Regions from separate parts of the Gossypium hirsutum genome. Here region 2 is linked to region 1. A link is a contact called in public Hi-C data. All regions are on one chromosome and are shown on one strand. Each heading gives the region's core, a stretch centred on a gene start, on an enhancer-like site or on the middle of the called end of the contact. The rest is flanking DNA. Distances are from core to core; before and after follow the strand shown. Region 1 has its middle 7.3 kb from the start of LOC107886323. Region 2 holds the start of LOC107886276 (1-aminocyclopropane-1-carboxylate oxidase homolog 4).

What was found. Hi-C and Micro-C count contacts between places; a contact is called where the count stands out from the background.
Region 2: a contact with region 1 is called in a Hi-C map of leaf, with 2.6 times the contacts expected there. The contact joins the promoter of LOC107886276 here to the enhancer-like site in region 1. A contact is called at or near these places in 8 of 34 Hi-C or Micro-C datasets (callus, cotyledon, leaf and 1 more).

Annotation. Positions count from the first base shown.
Region 1 is chrA03:86,386,157-86,392,316 of Gossypium_hirsutum_v2.1, forward strand. No RefSeq gene overlaps it. Among protein-coding and RNA genes, the nearest start is that of LOC107886323, 7.3 kb to the left of the region's middle. Within about 2 kb of position 2,880, at least 5 of the 9 cell types and tissues checked have an H3K27ac peak or open chromatin away from gene starts, as enhancers often do. A contact at or near this core is called in cotyledon, where this site is marked.
Region 2 is chrA03:86,652,652-86,658,811 of Gossypium_hirsutum_v2.1, forward strand. LOC107886276 (1-aminocyclopropane-1-carboxylate oxidase homolog 4) reads right to left here and starts at 2,532. Exons shown (of 3, transcript XM_016810179.2): 1 at 1,900-2,532; 2 at 1,285-1,672. The coding sequence starts at 2,342.

The DNA of each region.
Region 1 (6,160 bases), core at 1,630-4,129:
TAAATTAGTTAATATTATGATATTTTAATAAGAATGTAGAAAATAGTTTATTAAAATTTTTTGTTAATATTTTAATATATAAAAATAAATTTTAAATATTTTTTAAGCAATTAACGAGAGAAAAGAAAATATTATGTGTTGGAGGAGTGAAAACGTAATTAAACTGTATAAACTACTTCTGGGAGAGAAAAACTAAAAATTTTAAGTTTTCAATTTGGGGAAAAGTGCTTTTGAACTGTCAAAATTTTCCTTCAAAAGTGTTTTTCATATCAAATGTGGTTATCAAAAGCGCTACTAAGGACAACCTAACTCTACATTGCCAAATTTATTTCTTCATTATTTTAACACTTTTTCACAATTTTAATGTACATTTTATAATTTCTCATTTTGAGTATCCTCTTTCTTCACCTTTTTCCCCATTCTTATATTAACCCAAATATACATGTCATGGATTTGCAGCATTATTTGAATATATTTTTTCTGTTTAATAGTTCCAAAATTTAATTTTTTTGTCTAAAAACAATAACTACCAACATTAACATTAACATTTTTAAAATATGCATTTTGAAACATTTTTATTTTTTATTTTAAAATTTGTTATCCAAAACAACTTAAAAGTGCAACATTTTCAATAAACATAATTAAAATAAAAATATGTAATTTAATCTTAAATTATTATTATAAAAATATTCAAAACTTTATATTCGATGATAAAAAATTTAAAATAAAAATATATTGCTCTGGATTGACTCTATGTATATTGGTTATATTTATTGTTGCTCTACATTAATCGATGTTGCTACATTATAACTTTTTTTACTAATAATTTTTAATTTAATATTATATAGCATATTTATTTATTTATTAACATGATTTTAGTATGTCTATATATATATATATATGATATTTATCTATACATGATTTTGGTATATTGTATATATTTGGCATAAAAATAGATATAATTATTAATTTCATTCCTATTTTACTAAATTTTCAAAATTTGATTCTCAATACTTTACAAAGAAATTGATAAGTTAGTCCAATTTATAACATCATTAAACATTACTTTAAATTGTTGATCTAGAAATTAATATATCAACAATTTATATGTAATGAATTAACGAAAATCCATATTTCAACAATTTATATGCAGTAAGCTAGTAAAAATTAATAGTTAAAGTTCATGTATTTACCAACAACTAGAGTAACTTCTCAGGTATCTTAAAATGCTATAATTAAATTCTAATAAATTAAAGTAAAAGGACTAATTTTTAATTCTTTTAAAATAAAGAGATAAATTTCATAATTAAAAAAATGAAACATGGATAACATGAAAATAAGTTATGAATAAACCATAATTTTAATTTATTTCACAAATTAATAATCTTACGCAACATAATATATATATATATATATAAAACAAGGTTTTGGTGCAATTCTAGACCACTGCATAGTTTAGCAGTTGTCACTAATAATAAGCTCACACATCATCAATTTTTAAAACAAGTTAATGTATACAGCTATTGAATTTCCATGTCAAGAAATTTATGTATAGATGTATAATTTCCAAAAATAAGTTATGAATAAACCATAATTTTAATTTATTTCACAAATTAATAATCTTACGCAACATAATATATATATATATATAAAACAAGGTTTTGGTGCAATTCTAGACCACTGCATAGTTTAGCAGTTGTCACTAATAATAAGCTCACACATCATCAATTTTTAAAACAAGTTAATGTATACAGCTATTGAATTTCCATGTCAAGAAATTTATGTATAGATGTATAATTTCCAAATGCATAGATAATTCATATTTAATTTTTAGTAATTCCGATTGCATTAAAAAGTCAACACCAAATAATTTCCAAATACTTCAATTTTTGAAGTGGGACTTCAAAATTATCTAATCATATATTTTCATCAAGTTTGTTGTTCTCAAATCACTAAAATGTCCCCCCCCCAAATCTATTATCCATTAAATAAGGGATAAAATGATCTTCTTCAAAAGCATATCTCTATCTATTCGAATGTATGTCTAATCAAAGTCCCCAATAATTTCATTGGGGAATCAACAAATTATGGTGATCATAAACCACTTAAAAGAACAAGCAAGCAAAAAACAGTGAAAAAGAAAAAGAAAAAAAAGTCATCCTTAACAACTACACGGCGGAAGCAAATGTCATGATTCAACAATGGAGTTCAATTAGGAATAGTAACATTAAGCTTAAAGTAGAGCATCATAATTTGTTATTTTTAAACTAGCTTTTAGCTTATTTCAATTCGTTTTTAATCAATTCGATAAAATTTTAAAGGTTCAATTGATTTTTATATATTTTGGTATCAGATGAATCAGTTGGACCACTGATTTCTGGTTCAATTGACAATCTAATTTGATTCTGACAATTATGGGCTAGTGATCATATGCATACATATATACTAGTTTATTTGATTTTTTTTTTTGAGAAAATATGTTGGAATTTTATTCAAACAGATCAAATACAAGGCACAATCAACAGAATTTTATTCAAACAGATCAAATACAAGGCACAATCAACAAAACATCCATAAAATTGGGCCAAAACAAATCTAAATACCAGCAACAGAAACGAAGAAAGGCTCTAGAAGCACCTCAGCCTCAGCCAATGAAATTAAAGTAATTCCTCTCCTGAAAAGCAACAAAAGGTGTTTATGGCCCGTCGGTAGAAGATTCATTTCCTTTTTCCAATAACCTTTAACCCTTTTAACTCTTGTAACAGTTTTCTTTCCAAAATCTTCCCCTACCCAAACTCCCTGCCTTGAAACCAAAAAGGAAATAAAAAGCCCTCCCTCGTTCAATCCTTGTCCACTTCCTCTCTAGAAAAAGCAGGAACTCCATCTTGTAGACAATATTATACCCCTTGCTTTAAGCCTTCAATAGCCAACAAGTGGGCAACATCATTCATCAATCTCTAAACATATTGAAACTTGCAAGTATGAAAATTTTTGCTTAAACCTTTTCCATCTCTTATGAAAGCCCCGATCTCAGATTTATCCTCATCATCTCTTTTTAATTTTTCGATAATAGAGAGAGCATCTCCTTCTACTTCAGCCTTCACAAACCCTAAATCTAGGCATAAAAGTATACTTTAGATACATGCAAGGGCTTATGCAGCAAAAGCAGAAGGTATATTTTCATTTATAACCACTTTAGAACCCAAAACTTTACCCTCTAAGTCTCTGATAACAATTCTTGAACAAGTTTAAATTTCATTTTTCTTGTAAGATCCATCCAAGTTTATTCTAATGAACGAGTTCTCTAGAGGCCTCCATTTCTCTATCTTTATTCTGCTAGAAAGTTTGGAACTGGAAATCCCATCAATTTCACATGCATATTTTTTGATAGAGTTTACTGCTGCTAACCTTGATCTCCTTTGCCCCTTATGTAGCCATTTGTTTCACTTAATCTATATAGCCCAACTCACACAAACAAATAATCGGCACTAAGTGATCGAATCACATAACTTATAGGCACTACGAATAGAAAACTCCCTAGTCTCCTCCCTTGTGCAGACTAGGAAGTCTTCATGCTAGAAATTTGATAGTAGGATGTTTAGGATTCGGCTAACATCCCTACCGCTAAAGGTTTTCCTTATCAAATCCTCTTTCCAACTTTTTGTATTATTGTTAATAAGTTCAGTCACCATAAGAGTATTAGGACATTTCTCACTGTTTTGAATTTTGTAATTCACAGTTCCTTTAATCCATTCAGCCTCCCTTGCTAAGATTTAAGATACAGTCCCTACTCGCCAGCATAAGCCATCCTGAAGAATTCCTTCGACTGCTTAGATGCTATTCTAGGTATATAAAGGTATATTTCCTAACCTTGAATTCAGAAAATTCGTATCTGGATAGTATTTAGCTTTCAAAGTGCACACAAGTAACGAATTAAAAAAATTAATCAATTGCCATCCTTGCTTCACTAATAAAGATAAATTGAATTTGGCAAGACTACGAAATCCCAATCCACCATTATCTTTTAACTCACAAAGCTTCTTCCATTCACACCAATGGATCCCCCTTCTACCTTGCCCTTTTTGACACCAAAAATTCGCACAAATATTCTCCATATCACAGTGAAGAAATTTTGGTAATAAAAAACATGACATTAAGTAGGTAGGAATGGCTTGTAGAACTGATTTTATGAAAACTTCCTTACCCCTTTGCGATAAATGTCTAACACTCCAACTGTCTATCCTACTCTCCATGCGATCTTTTAACAGTTGAAATGTCAATCTCTTCCTTTGCTCCACCATGTTAGGCAACTTAAGATATCTTTCAGGATTTGTGAAATTTCGAACATTCAAGACTTTTGATACCAAATACCTCATTTGAGCAGTTGTATTTGAACTATAAAAAGTAGTGGACTTTTTATAATTAACATATTGTCCAGAAGTCTCTTCATATTCCTTTAGAATCCTTTTAAAAGTTTGTGCCCCATTCATTGAAGCCTTTCTAAATAAGATGCAATCATTAGCAAATTGTAAATGGGAAATCTGTGGACCTCTGCGACATACTCTAAGCTCCTTACGCAACCCTTCTTCCTTAGCCAAATGCATTAATGATAATAGACCTTCACTGCACACTAGAAATAAATAAGGGCTCAATGGGTTTCCTTGCCTCAAACCTCTAGTGGGACAAAATTGTTCCCCCTATCTCCCATTAATCACAATTGAATAAGATATTGAACTTATACAATGAATAATGAATTCCACCCATGAATTAGCAAAGCCTATTTTCAGTAACATCTGGCGTAAAAAGTACTATTCTACCCGATCATATGCTTTGCTCATATCCAACTTCAACACCAAAAGCCCTTTTCTTCTTATTCTTTTTTGTTTATATGCATGAAAAACTTCATAAGCAAGAATAACATTATTGGTAACCAGCCTGCCCGGAATAAAAGCACTTCGAGCATCATCTATACAACATTCTAAAACTTGTTGGAGACGATTTGCAACAATACTAGAAATAACTTTCTCAGCATTGTACAAAGACTCATAGGCTTAAAATTAGATAGATTCATAGGTTGAACAATTTTTGAAATTAACATAATATTTATGTAACAACCTGATTTAGACCTTAATCAGAACGGTGGTTTTAGGACCACGAATCCGAGTTAGAAAAATATTTAAAAATTATTTTCTATGTTTATTTTATGTGAATTTATATTCGTGAAATTTTCGTAATTTAATTTTGTCGTTTGAGTGTCTGATTAAATAAACGGGCTTAATAGCGTAAAATCAAAACTTAATAGTTAAATGTATAAAGGCTAAATTGTTGTTTTCTTTTTAAATGGAAGTACTTATGTTGCAAATAGGCCATTGGTTCTATGAGTGGACGGTTGTAGACAGGTTATATAAGGTTTTATAATTAAATTTTAAAGGTTAAAATAGTAATTAGTATATTATAATGAAATTAAATAAAACAATCATAAAATAGCCATGCATTTTAGTTCACTATTGACCGAAACTTAAAGAAAATAAAGCTTTAGAAAGTTTCAAGCATTCGGCACTTTGGAAGCTTGATTCAAGGTAAGTTTTTGTTCAGTTTTGGATAATTTTTACGTTTTTGATATCGTTGCTTCGAATACTATCCGACCCATGCTTGAATTTCTGATTTTGATGAATATTTTGAGTTATTCCATTGATTAATATTTGATTTTTGAGATGTTAGCTGATGAAATATGAAATATATGTTTTGGATTAGCATGTTTTGTATTGGAATTTTTAATGATTTTGAGTAATTAGGGCTAAATTGTAAAAATAATAAATTGAGGGACTAAATTGTGAAATAAACGAAATGGGTGTGGGGAGTATTCGGCCTAAGTATAGCATGAGCAAATTATGCTTGTTTTGTATTTTATGCAATTAGGAATAATTTGTAAAAGTATGAAAATATCAGGGGTAAAATGGTAATTTGCCCATTTAGGTGTTGTTGGATTAAATTGAATGAAATTGTGTCTGAATGATATTAATTTGAAATTGTATAGATCAAGAACAAAAGAAATCGAGCTTGGATAGAGGAAAAGCAAAAATAGTCGAATAGTCGATTTACATCGTTCGTCGATATCCGAGGTAAGTCTTAAGCAATTAAACATTGTTAATTTCGAATG
Region 2 (6,160 bases), core at 1,282-3,781, 270 kb after region 1:
AGATCAAACTCAGCTCAACCACAATATTAAGGGTCCGTTTGTTTACATGTAAAAAGTTTTACGGAAAATATTTTCTGTATTTTCATGTGTTGGTTTCACAGAAAATAGTTTAGTTAACGGAAAATGACTTACAAGTTAAGGTAAAATAAGTTTAATATTATTATATTGATAATAATTTTTTTTATTTTTTAAAATATTTAAAATTTTATATTTTTAATATTATTAAACATACATATTTAATTATTTATATTTAGTCTTATAATAAATTATTAATATAATAAATATAATTTATTAATAATATTTTAATTTTATTTTAATAATAAATTTTAAAAATAATAATTTTAAATAATATTATTCACATATTATTGAAAATATTCAATATTAATATTTTATAATAAATATTTATTACAATTATAAATATATTAATAATAAATGTTTTGTAGTATAAAGGTTAAAATATGTCATAAGTCTATATATACTTTATAAATTTGTAATTTAGTCTTTGTACTTTTATTTTCAAGAATTTAGTTCCTTTACTTTTCAAATTTGAAAATCAAGTCCAATTGTAGACATCGTTATTTTTTTTCAATTTTGTTGATGTTACATTTTTAAATAAAAAATACTCACTTAGTAGTCATGTAATTAAAAAATGAATCTGAATTTAACATAATATTTTTAATATATGAAAAAACAATGTAAAATATAAAATTATAAATAAAAATAAATTCAATTAAACAATGAAAAAATAAGAAAATCTCAAATGTATATTTGTTTAATTGAAAACAACTTTTATAAAATATTTCTAAGAAATCTACCAAACAATAGAAAATATTTTTCGTAGATTCCTCCAAACACTAGAAAATATTAATTTTTTCAGAAAAATAAATCATTTTCTATAAATCATTTTCAAGAAATAATTTTCAGTGAAACAAACGAAACCTAAATTAAATAGAATCACAAAAAAGAATGGTTCTATATTTTATGTTAAAATATAATTTTTAATATTTTTATTGATTTGTTGAATTTTTATAAATTTTCATTATTTTTTTGGGTTTTAATATTTTTTACAATTTTTTTATTAAAAAGTAATAAAAATTAAAAGTTTTCAATTTATTAAACTTTGAAAGGGCAATGCTTCAATCAGATGTTGGGAGGGTAAGAAACATCAATTCTCCAAGTTGAAAGCAGAACTAACTGCTACCATTTTATCCAATGGAACTTCAATAATGTAAAATTTATTCTCTAATGTTGTAAATTAGGCTTTCAGCCTCTAAAAGACCTTACCTGAAGAATATCTGCAATGTTTATAACAAGAGCTCCATGAACAGGCTTGACATCCACCCACTCCCCTTCATGCTTAATCTGCAGCCCACCGGTGTGATCCTGCTGCAACAACGTTAACACTCCTGGATCTGTATGTGATGCGATGCCCACTGTCAGATCAGGCTGGGGGCAGCATGGATAGTAGTGCCCAACCATTACTCTTGCATCCAAACATGTAGTATTCTTGATGGTATCCTTATCCAATCCCAGCCCTTCCGACAACAACCCCATCAGCTGCTCTCCTAATGTTGTCGAATGTAAGTTCCATTGAACCACTTCGTCTCTACAAACCTCCGGAATGTGCTCAAGCTCCGGAAGAGTTGGTCCTAGTCTTATCTGGAGTGTATCCCTATCATTTCACCCAAAATTTTCAATTTTCAATGTGTGAATCCTATCCATAATTATTTTGGTAAAAATTGGGTTTGTTTTGCTCTTTAATTTTGCTTGAATCTCTTCTAAAAAAACCTATTTTTCAATCAAAGTCGAAACCTATTATCTACTATTGATACGAATATATCAATCAAAATTGGGAGGAAAAGATAACCCAATTCCATAAAACACAAATGGATAAGATACCTCCAGCTAGCGGCTTTAGAGTGGAACAAATCAACGTTGGAAATGAAGGATACACCGGTTCCGGCGTCACGGCGGTAGAATCTGGCCTTGACGTCGGTGGGCAGCTCATGGAAGGCTCTGATGGAAGCGATCATACGGTCAAGAACCTGGACGGGAATTCCATGGTTTACAATCTGAAAGAACCCAAAGGATCGAGATGCAGCAGCTACTTGCTCCACGACCGTCGAACGGGGCCCCGAGAGGTCGATGGTGGGTATGGCAACCGACTTGGGTTTGGGTTTGGGTTTGAGGTCGGATAAAGTTTCGGGTGGGTGAAGGAAGATGCGAGGGATAGTGGTGAGACCAGAATCGACTAGCCCTTTTACTCCAATTTTTGAGTCATCGAATCTTTTTACTTCTTCGGCTCTATCGTACTGGTTTCCGGAATCCACGGTTGTCGCCATTCTTTTTCTTCTGCTAACAACTGAAGTGAAGCTGTGGGAAGGAAGATTTGTAACTTAAAGAATTAAGTTTATAATATAGCAATTAGCAAGATACATCTCTACGCTATTGTACTTGATTGCCCCACGTACCTTGTCTTTTCTTTCAAACTTTCCATCCTGGGTCACACTAACTATATTAGGACTACACTACGGATAATTAATCTCCAGTTTTAATATTTAAAATTATAATTCAATTATTGGTTGTTCTTAAAAATTTAAAATAACATATCTAATTTTATTGATATAATAATAAATTTAGCTCTCAAATTTTAAATATTTTATTAATGTGGTCTCTATTTAATAAATTTAATCTATGTAAATGTTGAGATTAAATTTGTTAAAATTTTTATAATTAAAACTAAATTGACAAAGTATATAAACATTATGTACTAAATTTATTGTTATACCAATCAAAACTATGTATAATTAGTAAAAAAACATTAACATTGTTATTAATTATTCACTTTTAAAATTCATATAAATTAAATTATTCTAATTTTTTCAAAGAAATCAACTTACTCAATTTCAAATTTGAAAACTACAAAACAACATTATATGTAAATTTTGGGTTTTATCTTAGTTGATATATGTGACTTTGGTTTTATAATAATTTATGTAACACCCCGAATTCTAGGCCTAGAAGTTTTGGGTTTTGAGTGTAGGGACAGTGAGGAGGTTGCACATATTTGTTTAGCTGTGCAATTTAGTGTCAGAATGAGCCTGTTGGTCTAGTGGTTAAGTGAGTGATAATGAACTTTTAGGTTTTGGGTTTAAGTCCTTGTGTGCACATTTGGGAGGATATTATTTTATTTTGTTGATGTTTTAATTTAAAAGTGTATAATTATTTGTTTTAATTTAATATATTTTTAGTTATTGTTATTAATTTTATTATTATTACTTTTATTTCTATTTTTTTTACTTTCTTTATTTTCTGGACGTGTTTTCTATTCTACTTTTCTCTTTAGTTTTTATTCTTTTCGCTTTTGAAAAAAGTACTCAAAGAATGGTTTTTGCTTTTTGGTTTCTGGAATTCCGCTCCTCTATCATCGTCTCCGATTGTTTCGTCATCGAAACAGGTGTAGGATTAGAAACCTTGTCTTTACAGTATCGTTTTCGCAAAATTTATGTTTCGACATATTTTTGTTTTTGTGTTAACCCGAAGATCTTAGGTTCTAGACATTGGAAGTGAGGAGAAACTACCATTTTCTGATATATTCTTGATAGGGCAAAGATTAGGGATGATTTCGGTGGCTTAGATGGTGGTTTCGAGCTGTTTTTTTTTGTGGTTTTGTGACCTCTTCGACAACCAAACAGGCGTGTGCCAAGGCACACAGCTGTGTGGATTTGGGAATTAGGGTTTCCAGTCAATTTTGGGTGCCACATGGCTGTGTGGCCGATTTGGGGATTTTGTCAGAATTCAGACGATCGTGTCCCTTAGGCACATGGGCATATGAGTTTGGGAATTTGGGATTTGAGTTTTGGAGTCACACGGTCCTGTGGTTGATTTGGGGATTTAGGAATTCCACACCGGCATGTGAGACCCTCATACAATCGTGTCTCCCCTACACTTTATTTTAGTGATTTTAGACAAAAAGTTACACGGCATGTTCACACGGTTGTGTCTCTGCTTCACACGGGCATGTGCCTCAGTCACACAGTCGTGTACTACCCTTTACAAGGGCACTTGGACTCCTACATGACCTGGGTTGCTCCACACGGGCGTGTGGCCCTATCTCGCCAAGTTTTAATTTTAGGTCAATTTAAGTGCAATCATGACCCTAAGTGTGTTTCAACCCTTAGCTAAGCTTTAGTAAGGGTAATTGTGACTCTGTTCTGAATTCGGTTTATGCGTTACTTGTAATTGGGCGTGTCTGACACTGAATCTGAGTAACGAGTGTACGCTTTTCTGTAACTGATTGACTGGATGTGAGTGACTGCTTCTGAATGACTGTCTGTAATTGTGTTTTGATTGTATGCATCTTACTGCATACATACATATATACAAATGCATAAACTATTTTGGGTGGGATTTTAAAGAGAAGAGAGATTGAAAGTGACTGAACTGGCAATTTTACTGTAATCTATCGGTATAGCGGATTACCGCATTGCACTGTACCGCATGTACGTTAGCTCTGCACGTACCATTATCTGAGTTGGCAGCTCATACTGCATGTCTGTACCGCAGTTCGCCGCATTGCACTATACAGCCGATACACTAGCTTTGCTGTGTAATTTATGTAACTGACAGTTTATTTGCATACTGTTAGCCCGAATTCCCAGAGGGCTGAGGGCAGTCCTCAATACACTGAGGATCGTTGACAATGCTGATGATCATCGTTGCCAGGTAATCCGGGATGACATCATATAGAGTGCAGGGTTGGATGGGCTTTTCGAGGTCCTACTTAGAGTGTAGCGATGGGTGGGTTGATTAAATCCCCACAGGGAGTGTAGGGTTGGACGGAGATTGTGTTTGGACGGAGATGGTGTGTTGGCTGGATGGGTGGGTTAATTTATAACTCATTTGCACTTATATGCATCTGGTTGATATGTTGATTGAATTGAAACTTGTGAATGGTTGAGAATTCCTGATGTCGTGACTGAATGTGATACTGTGACTGAATACATTACTGATCAACTGAAAGGCACTTGTGCCTATGTGAATTTGGTAGATTCTCTCTACAACTGTTTGACTAAACTGTTATTGTGACTGTGTGACTGACTTGTGAATTATTGCTACTGTATCTGAATGGCACGCGAGATTGGGTGTGTCTGATTGTCCCATGTGACTGAAAAGTACCCATGGTATGTTGGTTTTGGGCGAATATGCTCAACTGTCATCTGTCGGTAAGTTGCTCTGCATATATCAACCGGTTTTCAATAGTTCTGTAAGTTTGTTCTGCTTCGCATCTGAATCTGAGCTGCTTCCAGGCTTTTTGTTTCCATTTTCCTAGTTAAGTGGTTTGATCTCACATTGAGCTAGAGTAGCTCACCCCTTCTTCTATTTTCCTTTTAGGTACAATTCTAGATTCTTTTGATGGACTCAGTACTCGGAGGTTTCGAACAGTTTCAATAGTATGGAGTATTAGTTTTTAATTTCTGTACGACTTTACTATTTGATAAATTTGTGAACTGTAAGGTTTTTATAATACTGTGGTACAACTTTCGTTAAATGTTTTATTCGTACATTTTAGACTGGAACTTTTCAAACAGAACTTTAAATGGTTAAACGTTTTTTATTTGCATCAGAATAAACGTTTTCAGAAATAAAAATTTGAATGACTTGAATTGTAAAATTTTCACACGATCACTTCGGTGATCAATGTAGCATTCTGAATTTTGTCTAGACTTTTAGGCCGGGTTTGGGATGTTACATTTTAATTTTCCGTTCGTGTTTTATGTCATTGAATGAAAGGTAAAGGTATTGAAGAGAAGTTATATGGTAATGGTAGTGAGGGTTTTTCTTCTTCTTCTTCTTCTTCTTCTTAAAGGTTAACCCACAATTTAGCCCTTAAAATTTTATCATTTTGGTATTTAAATAGTGTTCAAAAAGTCACCTAATAATTAAATTTGGGTGTAATTACTTGTAATTACATAACGGTAACATGTTAGGTTAATCATTATAATTGATGGATCCCACCGAATTTAATGTAATTAAAGCACCTCAATTATACTTTCCAATTCTAATGGGATAGTGAGAATTGAAGTAATTACACATATAATTACACCCAAACCCATTTAAAAAAAATTATTTTATATAAGTTTTGAAATTATATTATAAG